Regions from separate parts of the Mus musculus genome. Here region 1 is linked to region 2. Evidence: chromatin contacts called from public HiChIP or PLAC-seq data. All regions are on one chromosome and are shown on one strand. Each heading gives the region's core, a stretch centred on a gene start, on an enhancer-like site or on the middle of the called end of the contact. The rest is flanking DNA. Distances are from core to core; before and after follow the strand shown. Region 1 overlaps Msrb3 (methionine sulfoxide reductase B3). Region 2 has its middle 8.1 kb from the start of 4930471E19Rik.

The links. HiChIP or PLAC-seq counts read pairs in DNA pulled down with a chosen protein or histone mark.
Region 1: a contact with region 2 is called in an H3K27ac HiChIP or PLAC-seq map of embryonic fibroblasts, with 2.7 times the contacts expected there. The contact joins two enhancer-like sites. A contact is called at or near these places in 6 of 484 Hi-C or Micro-C datasets (the HPC-7 cell line, embryonic fibroblasts, nephron progenitors and 1 more), 5 of 115 datasets of contacts at active chromatin or transcription factors (the NIH/3T3 cell line, embryonic fibroblasts, extraembryonic endoderm stem cells and 2 more) and 1 of 9 other capture datasets (embryonic stem cells).

Annotation. Positions count from the first base shown.
Region 1 is chr10:120,846,615-120,853,981 of GRCm38.p6, reverse strand. It overlaps Msrb3 (methionine sulfoxide reductase B3), which reads left to right. Exons shown (of 7, transcript NM_177092.4): 3 at 1,890-1,998; 4 at 3,929-4,006. Among named protein-coding and RNA genes, the nearest start is that of Gm15910, 7.3 kb to the left of the region's middle. Within about 2 kb of position 2,466, at least 38 of the 459 cell types and tissues checked have an H3K27ac peak or open chromatin away from gene starts, as enhancers often do. A contact at or near this core is called in embryonic fibroblasts, where this site is marked.
Region 2 is chr10:120,624,354-120,631,644 of GRCm38.p6, reverse strand. No RefSeq gene overlaps it. Among named protein-coding and RNA genes, the nearest start is that of 4930471E19Rik, 8.1 kb to the left of the region's middle. Within about 2 kb of position 3,329, at least 70 of the 459 cell types and tissues checked have an H3K27ac peak or open chromatin away from gene starts, as enhancers often do. A contact at or near this core is called in embryonic fibroblasts, where this site is marked.

The sequences.
Region 1 (7,367 bases), core at 1,217-3,716, 220 kb before region 2:
CGTTGGGAACACAATTGGCCTTTTTGTATGAATGAACGTGTATTAACCCAAAATATTCTCGACAGACTTGCTTAATTCTGATTGTTCAGATCTTAATTATCAAGCCCTTTGGAACCGATAACTTTAACCATGATAATTTGTCAGACTAAGTTTCTGATGAATGGACTTTGGGGCAAAACTAGCCGGCACCCTTCTGGGACATCAATGAAAGCAAAAGTCAATTTTAAGAAGTCTGTGAGGGAGGTGAGCAGGAACTCACCCAACTCAGGGTGCCTATTGTTTGAGGATGAGGCCCTCTTCACTCAAGCTCAACAGGCAACTATAAGGGAGACATTTCTGTCTATGCTTTGGACAGCAATGATCAGGTTTCTCCCTCCCCCCACCCCCCCCAGGGTGAGTGAGCCTGGTGTTAACTGCGGTTCAGCTAGGTGGGAGGCCCTCAGGGCTATTGCTGAAGTGCCTATGTCCCTGGGTCTCTTTCTAGACCAACGAAGGATGGGGAGGTTGGTAGAAGTTAGTGTGACTCCTGCCGGCCTGGCCATAGTAATCTTCTGTTGGCTCTACTCTGCTCTTTTCCTGGCTCCCTGCTTTCTGGTAGAGAAGCAGCTTTCTGTCTAGGTGGCCCTAGTTCCAGAAGCTGATAGCCCCTTCTTCAGTCCCACAATCGGGATAGCTGGCTAGTTAATTCTTGCCAAGTTTAACTTCAGTAATCTCATAGTCTGTGTTAGGTGCCTTAAAAGTAAACAGTGGGAAGGGTTTCCATCGGCAAGTCAGGAGACGTTGGATTTTATGTTCAGGATACCAAGGCTGACTTCAAGACACTGTTAGGGGACCTCTGTGCTGAGGACTGTCTGCAGGCAGCTTTCCTACCATGACGGATGGCCAGGGAAAGGCCCGTAATTGCACTGAGCAGTGGCTCTCCTGTCTCCTGTTCTTCTCAGCTGCTTGCTCAGGTAAAGTAACTACGCACATAAACAAGTGTTGTCTGAATATCTCGCTGCACTCTGTGCCTATTGAAATAGAACTACCTTCACTGTCAGTAACATTCGAATCATTTCATCACTCAGATCAGGGAAATCCTCCCTGCTGAACTCTCCCAGCCAGGACCGCACAAGCCCTGAAGTAAAATCACGCTCAGCTTCCATGTGGCTGTGTCTTTTTCTTCCTGCCTTTCTCTGTCTCTCTGTCTCTCTCTGTCTCTGTCTTTTTCTTAATCTGGAATTCTTGAATCTCTCTTTGTATAAGTAAATACCTTCTCCTGAAGTCTCCTGGCAGTTCCTTGCTGGTAAGACACAGGCTTTAGAAAAAACATGCATTTCTAAAGACCACACAGAACCTACTTAAATGTCTGTCAGACTCATAGAAAACAGCAGTTCCTACTGTAGAAAAAAAGACATGTTTAGGTTCCTCAGAAAAATAAATTGGATGGTAGGTGGTCATCTTGGTTGACAGTTGCATGGTGACAGCCTCAAGCTAGTCTACCAAGTTGCAAAATTATTCAGTGGATCTTTGTATGTCCACTATCACTTCATACCTGCAAATACATGCATGCTACTGAATCCACCGTTTTAAAAGGGGTTTCAAGGTATCAGGTGGCATAAAGGATGTGCTACAATCTTGTAAACAAATTCCCAGTGAGTTTCTAATATCACCTGCTACAAGCCTTGGCTGTGACACGTTGTTGCTGCGCCAGGGGAATCATGGGGCTTTTTAAAGTGCATTCTGTTGGAGCTTGGAGACCGGCTGCAGCTCAGGTAAGGTTTTGTGGTCCGCTAGGGATTCTCTGGTCATTGACAAGTGACTGTAGAGGCTGTGCTGTGGCGGCCAGCCAAAGCAAGTATTTAGGATTCAGGCTAAATGGCTCTTTCTCCCATATCCTCTCTTTCCAGGGTCATGTAGGGATAAAAAGAACTGTAAGGTGGTCTTTTCCCAGCAGGAACTGAGGAAGCGGCTGACACCCCTACAGTACCATGTCACTCAGGAGAAAGGAACTGAAAGGTAATGTGTGCTGTAATAAAAGCAAGCAAGCAAGCAGGCAGGCAGGCAGGCAGGCAGGCAAGCTGGCAGGCAGGCAGGCAGGCAAGCTGGCAGGCAGGCAGGCAGGCAAGCAGGCGGGCAAGCAGGCAAGCAGGCAAGCAGGCAGGTGGGCAAGCAGGCAAGCAGGCGGGCAAGCAGGCAAGCAGGCAGGCAGGCAGGTGGGCAGGCGGGCAAGCAGGCAAACAGGCAGGCAGGCAGGGAGGCAAGCAGGCAGGCAGGCAAGCAAGTAGGTGGGCAAGCGGGCAAGCAGGCAAGCAGGTGGGCAGGCAGGGAGGCAAGCAAGCAGGCAAGCACCACTTTCTCCCACTCCTTGGAGTCTTCTTCCCTGTTGATTATTTTAAAGAAACTATGCATGCTGGGTAAGGCCTGCAAATGACTGTCTTTGAAAAGGCTGGAGATGGCACTGTTTGAGTTAAAGCTGAGTTTCTTTTCTGCTTCTCTCCACTCAGCGAACTATATCTATATAAAGCCACGGGACTTTTGCTAAGGGCCTGTTTTTAGTTTACAGTGAAATGTGTGGAAGCAATAGCGATTTGGGTGCCCCCCCCCCTTTTTTTTTTTGGACGACATCACAGCAAGGAAAACTGTGAGGGATGTGGCGCTATGCCAGGAGGCTGGCATTTTGAAGGTGGCATTGTAAAGCATAGACGTTTTGGCTGCAAAAAGAAGGTAGCATAATTTAGTTCCTTTCCACCCCACTCGGATTTCTTTTTGAAGCACATGTGGAGAAAGTATTTATTGGCTCATTTGTGGTTGGAATGTCAAAAATTTTCAATAACTGCCCTTGCATGGCTTTGGTCCTTGGAAGTTCGCCCTACATCCTGGGGGGGGGGGGCAGTCGTTCACTTCCAAGACTGTTTTTTAGTGAATAAAATAAAATCTCTCTCAGCTGATTCCAGCGAAAAAGTAACTTGCCAAGGCCTAATGATTTTGTTGTCTAATTCATACCACGGGGCTCGGCACGAGGCTGTAAATGGTCCCCCTGATGCAGGTTTATTCGTGATGTGACTTTGTGTTTCCATTCAAGATCTGAAAGAGCTTCCTTCCCACACAGGGATCCTTGTTAATGGACAGCACGCTCTCCCTGTCACAGCCCCCACTGTTCACTGAGTTTACTGAACAATGAAGCTCTCTCACAAGGTGTGCCTTCCTTGTACCAGCGGCGGCGGCAGGGCTGGATCACAGGGTCCAGGACTTCTGCCCGCCAATGTTGTGTGCATGCCCTAGCAAAATGATTTAATGCACACAAACAACCAGAGATTAGGTCATTCTTTAAAAAAAAAAAAATTCTGTTTATAAAAAAAATTGGACCTCGTAAAGAGGGACGAAACGATAATAAAACCAAGCTGCAGAGCACACGGCCTTTTTGTTGGGCGACACAGCTGATCTGCATTAACCGAGTGACCTCCGCGCCTGTAAGATCGCTAACTTAGAAAAACAGTTCCTTAAAGCTGCAATATTCCTTTTCAAACCAAAAAATAAGACTCCTTCCACTCGAAGACTTGGGACCTGCTACATTTTCTGGTCCCCCTCTTGTATGGTGTGGGGCCGCGGAAATCTTAGGTAACAGTGTTCTTCATGTGACTCAAACAGTGGGCTTTTTTTTTTTTTTTAATTTGAAAAATATTCTAAGTATTACTTACTAGATGGCTTGATATTTTGACTTAACCTGTACTAGTTTGGAGTAGTTATATGCACATTTTATTATATATATGTATATATTCGAAGTATATTACTATTGTTCAAGCTTCCATATGTCTGGTCTGTTCTCATTTTAGGGCCCCAGACCCTTGAAAGTTTTACCAGAGAAATGTATTTAAACCAGTGTGTTCTATAAGAAGTAACACTAGCTCTGTTAACAGTTTTTGACGCTCTGTTTATCGTTTATCAGTGCCTTTGAAGGAGAGTACACACATCACAAAGATCCTGGAATATATAAATGTGTTGTCTGTGGAACTCCGTTGTTCAAGTAAGTGTCCTGAAAGCCGGTGGGCGTGGCCGGGTCACGTGACCACATGCTCCGGGCTGCTCAGTTACCTGCCCATCTTTCCTTTGCTGAATTTGATTCTATCCTTTCATATATTTGTCCACTTTCTGAAACCGACAATGATGACAGACTTTCTTGGCTAATTTCTAGCGTGACAGACTGGCTAACTTTGTACTGTTTAGACATTTAAAACACCCAGCACTAACTTTGGTGTCCACTTCAGTAACCATTGTCCTTAGCAGAGGTACAAAGAAAATCTTGGTGACAGAGAGCGTATGTATTTACTGATTTGTCTAATGCCCCGACGTCCACGCATAGGTCATTTTGCAAGTCACTCACGCACATCCCTCAGATTAAAATGCATCCAGCGAGAAGCCTCTTTATACTTCTACAATGAAGCGCTATACCCCAAATAAACATGAGACAGCAATATCTTCTACCTGAGGTTAACATTATTATTTTGACATTGGCCTAAAATCCTCTTTTTGAAAAATCCTAAACGTTCACAATAATGCTGATACCACATAGACTTTTTGACCAAGACAGATAATTCTTGGTCTGGATAGGATAATCTTATCAAGCAAGGACAGTTTTTAACCAAAAACATTTTATCTGGGTGCTGGGTGCGTAAAATCTCAGGCTCCCTGTATGTCCTACAGAATTGCTGCCCTGGTGGAAATGAAAGCAGAAACCTTACTTAGGGGTGAGCATCTTTTATCTGAGACAGGATTAGGAAGTTTCAGAGAATAAATAACAAAAGAAGAATGGAAAACATACTTTAGTTTGCCCTGTGCTTCTCCTTTAAGACACTAGCATTTACAGATATTTCTGAAATAACAGGAAAATGGTAGTTTCCTTAAAAATTCTTAAGAGTTCCAACTTTTCCCCAATGACATAAACCCTTTTGCACGGTCCTGTTGGTTGACAATCTGTTCTGAATTCTTACTCTTTTTTTTTCTCTCATGTTAAAAAACCGACCCTTCAAATTGTCACCCGTTCCCTGTCAGAAAACACACATCCTCATATTTCAACACCCTTAGCTTATGTCATAATAGTTGACATAACACTTAAGACAGCTGCTGAGCCATGCTAAACTGGTTAATACCCCAACCGGCCAAAGCTGCCCACATCCCTTGGCTTTTCGTTTGAGATGTCCCACCTCTTTCCCCATCATGTGATTTCACTGAAGGACTCTGCTGAAGGAAAACTTACTGTTTTAAATAAGAAACAGAGCCAACTGTGAATGGAGAATTTAACCCTTGTGAGCGTTTGATTCGCAAACCCTGAAATCGAGATTCTTACACTAACTCGAGTGCTTGCAAGAGTCACATTCACCTTCGTGGTGACCTTCCCGGTGACACTCTTGGTGACCCTGTGACTTTCCCCCTAGCGTTCCTGTCAGCTTTCATTGTCTAAACTTCTGAGAAATAGGATTTAATTTTTCACTCATACTTTTGCTGGTTTTCGTCATTCACTCTCTCTTGATGTCTCATCTACTTTGGGGAAAAGCACCCGTGCTCCGCTGCCACTGGAGATGGAGTACTTTATTGGCTTTGTACGACTGCCTTCGTGTTCAAAATGTGTACCTGGGTGCCCACGGAGATGCAGGGGCCACAGGGCATGCACGGTTTTGAGAGACTTGGATTTTCCCTGTCCTCTTTTTCTTTGTACGTTGTTTGCTGAAACTGTGCACCTCAGGGGTCAGGGGTCCGCTGCTCCTTCCATCCAGTCTCTCCTGTGGTTTGTTTTCCTCTCTCTTCTCATGGGGTGGTACACCTTTCATCTCTCCCAAATATTGCTGCCCCTAGTTACAGTCTTCATTTTCAAGCAAAATGATAGTTCAAGGATGTATTAATTTTGAAGACAAGCGTCCTGAAAAGTTGGGGGGGGGGGGCAAAAACAAAAAACAAGAACTAGATGTGGAAAACACTGAGATAGCCTTGCGGGCTCCTGCCTTGGGTCAGCTGACTTCCCTTCCTGTCTGTGTACATGCCTTTCTGTCTGTGTATCCGCTTTCTACCCAGGGATTTAACTGGGTAGCCATGAGAACACGAATCAGTGAGTTTATTCCAATAATAGAAAATGAAAGTTGGGGGGGTCATAGTTGATTTGGGGGGGAACAAGTCTAATTTGATTGATAGATATATTGTTGAAGACTGGGTTTGCAAATAAGTGTATGTAATCGATCTGAGGTTTGGACAGAGGCATATTAAACAGGTATACAGAATATGGAACAAGGAGAAATTCCTCTTTTGCAGTTACTTCTAATAAGTTTTTAAAAGATACGAGGAGAAAAGTTATCAATCAGCAGGTACAAGTTTAGAATCCACATAGTTGTTTGAATAAGAAAGTTTGAAGTATTTCATATTATAAGAGAGGGTTAGGATAAAGAGCAGTTTGCTAGTAAGAAGTGAAAGGAAGTTAGAAAGAAATCAGACACAGCAGGAGTGGTCATGTGTACACGCACAGCAGGAGTGGTCATGTGTACACACACAGCAGGAGTGGTCATGTGTACACACACAGCAGGAGTGGTCATGTGTACACACACAGCAGGAGTGGTCATGTGTACACACACAGCAGGAGTGGTCATGTGTACACACACAGTAGGAGCAGTGGTCGTGGCCTCTAGGCAGAGACAGAAAAATCCTCCCCCTCCTCCCCCTCCTCCCCCTCCTCCCCCTCCTCTCCCTCCTCTTCCTCTCCCTTCTCTTCCTCCTATTTCTCCTCCTCTTCCTCCTCAGTCCATCTCCTCCTCCTCCCCTTCCTCCTCCTCCTCCTCAGTCCTGCTCCTATTCTTTCTTTGGGGTTGAGGAGAAGATGTGTTTGCAGCTGCTACGTGGGTGGCACAGAGCTCATGGCTGTGCCCCAGTGCTGTAGTGTACTACACATTTGCCCTTTGGAACTTACTGGAAAGCTACCCTTTTCAGCACTGGGGAAAGCTGTTGGCAGAAAGGGGCAGTTGACTGCAATATCACCCAAGGGGAGTGTCAGGGAAGCTACTGACCGCTCAGTACTGCTGCCCACAGCACACTGAGCACAGTCGCCATTGAGGAAGTCGGGCGTCCCAGAAGAAGGTACACTTTCTGCACCAGCTGAGATCTTGGAATTTGGGTTTGCTGGAGAGACTTGTGTAGGAAAAGCTGTTTCCTCTACTGGAATCAGGTGGTGGAGACGCTCTGACTACTGGAGGAGAGCAGCTGTCCATGTTACAAGAGCTGAACTGGAGAAGCTGGGGAAACTCCTGGGACAGAAGCTCACGGTCCTCCAGTAAAGGAGCCATCTTCCCCTTTTGCCTTCTACTGGCTAACATGACATGGTGCTATCTGACCAGGAAAGATGTTTG
Region 2 (7,291 bases), core at 2,080-4,579:
TGTGTGTTTCTGTGTGTGAGTGTGTATATATGTTTGTGAGTGAGTGTGTGTTTCTGTGTGTGAGTGTGTGTTTCTGTGTGTGAGTGTGTGCTTGTATGAAGGCCTGAAGTTAACACCGGATATCTTCCTCAATAGCTCTCTATTTTATTGAAGCAGGGTCTCCCAGTGAGCCCGGACCTCACCAGTCCTGGCTAGTTTAGCTAGCCTACTTACTCCAGAGACCCTCTGCTTCCTTACACGTCTGCCTGGCTTTGAGGGAATCCTGGGGGTGAAAACTCCAGGTCGTGTGCTTCTGTAGCCAACAGTTTGTCCACAGAGCCATTGGCCCAGCACTGACTTTTCTGTGGGTTCTGGTGGTCGGCCTTGTAAATCCATGCTTGTGCAACAAGTATCTTACCAGCCGCCATTGCCTCAGCTCACAGAAGTTAAAATTGTATTAAATGCCGTCTGGGATTCGAGCATTGTGTTCATTGATTTCTATGCATTACTTTAGTGGCTATCATAATAACGGCGTGAGAGAATTTTTGAATAGTAGATGATGAATGTGGGGTTCTATTGTTCTTAAAAATTTTATCAATCAGCGCACAGATATTAGAAGTAGGATTCATTTGTGATATCACTACTGTGGCATGTCTCCATGGAACTCGAGGAGAACCTCCGCTTATTTCTGCAAGCCCTGCACGAATCAGGGTGGAGGAGAACTCCTATGAGCCAGCTCAGGATGGCCACATCCTGACAGAAACCGGCCTCTGTCCCACACAGGGCAGACAGGTATCTTCCAAGTGTCTTATTACCACGCAGTTTAGAACCAAAGTGATCTATGGTAAACATCTGCAGTGAGATAAGTTTGTCCTCACCCAAGACCAAAGGAAATGCAAACTTGGCAAATTAAATAATCTAAATTCGAGGGTCAGAATGGTGATGGCCCCAGTGTAGCAAAGAGAGACACGGGGACTGCTGCTGGGAGCCTCAGAACATGAAATAGATGCATTGGGTTGGAAGACAAAAGGAAACACAGCGAGGACACCATATAACTCCCTTTTACATCATTAATCGTATTTCTATAATCACAAAGCCTCTACTCTGTGCCCCACAGCCAAATGTGCATGAATGAGGGCAAACCCAGGCCCATGAAAACACACACACATGTTCACACATGCACACACATGTACACACATGCACACACAAGCACATACATAGACATGTACAACCACAAACTCATATACATAGACACACACATACACTCATATGTATGTGCACACGTGCACACACACACACTCTTGTACACATGTGCACACTCATACACATGTGCACACACATGCTTGTGAATGTGTGCACACATATATACATACATATGTGTGCATATACACTCATACACACATGAGCACGCACACAGTCCCGCTAAAATGTTCTTTTATGTCTCATGTTGTTTGCTCCTGATTTTCATACAAACATCTTTGGAAAACAAGGTTGAAATGCCGGATGCAGCCCTGAGCCGACTGTGTTTATGTTTCTCTCCTTTATCTTGAGAGCAAGAACACGTATTCCATTTCTATTTTATCCCCCTTCCAGCACCTATTACTAGATACCATATGCTCTGCACGTACTTGGCACTCAATGAATGCTTCCCGAATGGCCGACTTTTCCCGTCTCCCCCACCCCTTCCTCCCCACCCCCCTAAAGCATTACTTTAAAGATCCGCTGCAGAACTGTGGGGCGAAGTTTAAGATCCATTTTGACAAATAACCCTTATGGGTGTTTAAAACCAAAAGATCGAATATTTAAAGCAGAAATATGAGCTGTGACTTCATGGGTGTTCTGTGAAGAGATGCATAAAGCTGTACAAATAGATAGCCTTTCAGACAGGACATAACAGACCCAGCTTTGTACATTTGCAAATATACAGAGGAGAAGAGCCCAGACATTGCTTTGAACCCAACATTTCCCCCTGAAGTCAGTTTAAATGGAAGACTGGAGGTAGTTAAAGCTGCTATAGCTTTAAAAGGAGATCTTACAAATACTTTTGGTTTTAAAAGCTGATGTCACCGATTCATAATATAAGAGGTGACATTAAACCTACTACCCCCCTTCATTACTACCACTCTTGGGCTGGAAAATATAGGCAAAACCAACACTGGATCTCATGGTTGGGGTGGGAACAAACGGATGGCTATAAAAGATGTCTTGTAGACTCCAGGACATGAGACCCTGGTGCTGGGAAGTCTTAAGACAGCAGCAAACCCACAGAACTGGAATTACACCCGGCTCTGCAGATGACCTGATGGTGGCACAGGGCTTGGAACAGTTCGAAGAGGAAAACAGAATCCCAAGAGAATCCTCCAAGGGAAGGGTCTCAAGAGATTCTCTGAGTATATCTTTATTCTATGGAGTCTATTTTTCCCAGATGTCCTGAGGCCACCATTACCTCTACCAAGATTCAACTCAGAGTACTTCGTGTTGTCCTCAAGCAGCGAGCAAGAGAAGAGAGCATGCCTTATGTTCTAGGTCCCTACAGATGGTTTCAACAAAGACATTTGTCTTGATAGTCACTGTTTGTATTTTACCTTAAGTACAACTCATTTATACGGAGTTGACCCAGTCAGTGGGTGAAGAAGAGGTTACCTGGAAACAAGATACGGAACTATCTAGCAATAGAAACTAAATTGATGAGCCGGGCGTGGTGACGCACGCCTTTAATCCCAGCACTCAGGAGGCAGAGGCAGGCAGATTTCTGAGTTCGAGGCCAGCCTGGTCTACAGAGTGAGTTCAGGACAGCCAGGGCTATACAGAGAAACCCTGTCTCAAAAAAACAAAAACCAAACCAAACAAAACAAAAAGAACATTTATAGGATAGAGATTGTTATCACTAATGTATTACAGAAGAGAAAATGAGAACCCAGCGACTCTAATTTTTTGTTCATTCACGTAGCTGATATTCCGAAGGGCCCGATTTCGTACCAGGCACAGGAAATACAAAGACAAAACAAAGCTAGTCGTGATCTGATGGAGTTTATTGTCTACGATGTTTTAAAAAATAGTAAAGAAATTGTGGGCAGTCAGTGGGCAAAGAGGTTAGCTGGAGACAAGAGTTTGTAAGATATTTAGGCTCAAATATGCTGAACTATCTAGCAGTAGTTATTATGAATGCATTGCTGGACACAGGTGACACATGGATACAATAACGGTAAAATAGAGAGCACTGCCTACCTCTGAGTAATCTTAAGTAATCTTAAGATGCCAAGAGGGCTTTGAATCAACAGAGTTCACGTGAAAGTCAAAGCAACAGCGGGACGGCAGGAAGTAAATACAGACTCATGAAATCCTATTACCCAGCCAGAGCCATCAGCCACAGTTCCACATGGGTGTAGCCCAGAGCAGGAAGAAGAGTGAGTCAGAGTCATGCCTTTGTGAAGATCTTTGTCAGAGATGCACATGATCTTGGTTCTTGGGGCAGGTTGGGGACATGAAGCTCAAACTCTCAGAGTCATTCTCACCACACCATGGCTCTCACCCCAGATCTCCTCCTGCTCCAGCAGATTTCCATCCCCTCACCCCATCCATGCCTGAGCAGCGGCAAGAAAAAAACAGAGGCACAAGCCAGCCATAAGACACTTGTGTTTATCACTCATTGACGAGGGCTAGCCACGTGGGCGGCTCTACTGTTGAGGACTTTTAAAAGATGCTGATATGGCTGCCATCATGTCCACTTCAAACTTCATGATGATGTTTAGTGTAGAAAGGAGAGAGGAGAACATCTGGAAGATGACTGGGAATATCAGCCCCTGACATGTATTCCAAAGTCAATCAGAAGGATCGTGAATTACTGTCTTAAAGTTCTGACTGAGCCCTCCAGGCAATGGGGGAGGGGGGGTCCACTGAAGGGGTTTGATCAAGGACCTCACATAACTGTGTCTTTAATGCAGACAGTAGACAGGAGAGGGTAAGATTGGTGGTGGAGGGACCAGGTAGGAGAAAACTGCGATGATCTCTCAGGATAAGAGAGCAGAGGTCCTATTTACTTAATATCAGAGATACCAGGAGGAGGGGAACACAAGCATTGCCTGTTGGGCTAGGTAAGTAGTAGGAGATAGAATGCAGAATCTCTGGCCTCCAGTTCAAGCCCACGTAACATAAGAATCTTTCCTGGGGCCAATGGCTCAGTTGTTAAGAAAGTGGCTACTTTTCCAAAGGACCTGAGTTCGATTCCAGCACCCACATGGTGGCTCACAATCGTCTCTAATTCGAGTCTCAGGGTATTCATACCTCATTCTGACTTCTTCTGACACCAGACACACATGCCATGCACAGACCTATGTGCAGGCAAGACACCCATACACACAAAAATGAAAAATTTTTTAAAGCACCTTTTAAAATTATATGTTTGACAAAGTTTCTCATTACAAAATCGTTATGGTACACAACCTGATGTGTTGACTGTAACATTGTGGTATGCCTAAATGTAGCAAATTGTCATATATATTATCTCACATACTTTATTTTTATGGTAAGAATAGTCCAAATCTTTCTTTTTAAAGCAGTCCTCAATTATACAGTATTGTCACTGAACACGGTCACTATGGTATCTATCAGATTTCTGTCAGAGAGCTAGCATCCTTTGACTGGCCTCCCGTAGTCCATTTGAGACCCTGGCAAGCTCCCTTCTGGTCTCTGAGTCTATAAAATGGATTTTTTAAAAAAAATAATTTATTTTTATTTAATATGCATTGGTGTTTTGTTTTCACATGTGTCTGTATAAGTGTTGGAGCCCCAGAAACTGGAGTTACAGACAATTGTATACTGCCATGGGAGTGCTGGGAATTGAACTCTGTTCTTCTTGAAGAAGAGCTAGTGTTCTTAACTGCTGATTCGTCTCTCCGGTCCCCGTGTGAGTTAGATGCTGTGCTCTTGGCCTTCCTATGCCTGGCTTGCTTCACACAGCATAATACGTTTATCCCTGTCCTCACAAATGACAGGATTTCCTTTTCTTTTTGGAGCTGAACAATGTTCCTTTGTGTGTACATAGAGTTTCTCTGTCCACCCTTCTATTGGTGGACACATAGGGTATTTCCATAATTCTCACTTGCTGTGGGTAATGCTTTAGTGAACACAGCAATGCAGATGTCTCTTTACCCGCACTGATTGCATTTTCTTTGGACATATGCCCAATAGTGGGAACACTGATGCACACGGTGATTCTAGTCTTGTTTTTTTTTTTAAGGAATGTCCACATTGTTCATTTTCTCTCTCTCTGTCTCTCTGTCTCTGTCCCTCTGTCTCTGTCTCTCTCTGTCTCTCTGTCTCTCTCCTCTCTTCTCTCTTTTGAGACAGGGTTTCTCTGTAGCCCTGGCTGTCCTGGAACTTGCTCTGTAGACCAGGCTGCCTCTGTAGACTCAGAGATCTGCCTGCCTCTGCTTCCCGAGTACTATGATTACGTAGCAGACTATACTGTTCACACCCCCACCAACAGCATACACCCCTTTTTTTCTACCCCCTCACTGCATCTGTTACATTTTGTCCTTTTTATGACAGCCATTCTATGCAAATGCAGTGACCAGATTCAGCCAGAATAAATTCCAAACTCCCAACACCCTAAATATATTTACCACGAGTCCAGGTCATTGCACCTAGATCCCAAAATGAAAAATTTGAACCCAAGAAAACACTTTTGTGGGACGGGGTAACAATTTGAGATGTTGACCGGTTTTTCTTTCTGTGTTCAAGCAGGTAGACACCTCGGGTGCCCTTTGCCTGTGAGAGCTGTAGGTCAGGGCTTCCAGGTAAAACCTGAGGGAAAATAGTTTGGAAGAAAAGGAAGTTTCCATCCTCATAGGGGGACATTTTCATCCTCTCACTGAGAGGCATTGTGGGAGAGGGAGGGAGCAGGATGTGGTGCCCTGGGGCGCTGAGTTTAAGGAGTGGTACTTACCATTGACTGCAGCACTCTTCTGCACAGCACAGGAAGATGAGAAGTCGAAGAGTCAATGATCTAAGAGTCTGTTAGAAAACAGCACTAAATGAGACCACAGCTCAGCCCCAGCTGACAGTCACCACCTTCTAAAAGGGGGAAGCGGTTGCAGTATTTGACATACATAAACAGCATGCTACCCTGTTGAAAACAGCATTGAATGCGTATGAGACATAGAAAAAGCTACAGTCGATTCCTACTACTCAACCTTGTGGTGGAAGCTTATTCGATGAAGAGGTTTTCCGGAGTCTCAGGGGTCGGGAGACAAGAGGCAACCCAGAGCACAATTTAGGGGCCACCTGTTCCTCTCACTTAATTCTGATTCTGCGTAGAAACAAACCCAGACTGTGTAACAACTTTAGATGTATGGCTATCCGTACTCATCCTGCTTGCAACAGTCTCAAACAACCCAGGTCTCCCTTGGAAGACTGTAAGCATCCCTCAGCTGGACATTTTAAGACAGATGTGTGTTATTCTTGGAATATCTAGAAACCATTCTAGCTTTTCTCTGATTTAAAAAAAAAATGCTCAAAGTGTCATCTCTGCTTATAATGCTTATGTAAAATCTTCCTATTTAAATAATATCACCCGGGTGCCATCTAAGCTTCAAATCGTTATAGTTTCTTTCTTGAGACAATATGTCAAGCCTCAAATATGACTACAAATCAGATGTTTGAAAGGAAAAACTACCTTGTGATGGAGACAATTATATTTAGTAAGGTTGGGAATAAATGAATATATTTTTAAAAGTTTGAGGCAAATCTTTGTTCTGCGTTCTTTCTTTCATCCGTTTTCCCTAATAAAGCTCTTCTTTCCCTATTTCATACTATTTCTCCCTTTTCTTATTGCCTGAAAGTACTTTATTCTATTTTTAAAATATGACAATTCAAAAAATAAAGCAAGAGGAATTCAACTAAAACAAATAATAATCAAAGCCATTCATGGTTCACGTGGCCAGACTAAGCTGTATTTATGGAACAGATGTTTCCCTTTTTTTCTTTTTTTTTTTTTTTCCTTTTTCTTTTTCTAGGAGACCGATGTGTAAATTAAGTTGCACCAAGGCAAGTCAAATTATTCCCTGGCCATTTGTAGTATGCAATGTTTTATGTGACTTTCTACCCTCTTATTCAATAAAACAATATGTACTTGTATAGCCGCCAGACAGAGCAGTGATTCACACAAGACCAGGAGATGCCAAGCGCGCTCCCTCCTGCAGGAAGCACACTCACCATGTGTAATGAGACCCCTTTGGATTTCCTGAAGTGACTCAACTTCAGAACGAGTGGGGAGCATTGACCTGAATATTCATGTGATCACAAGACCGGA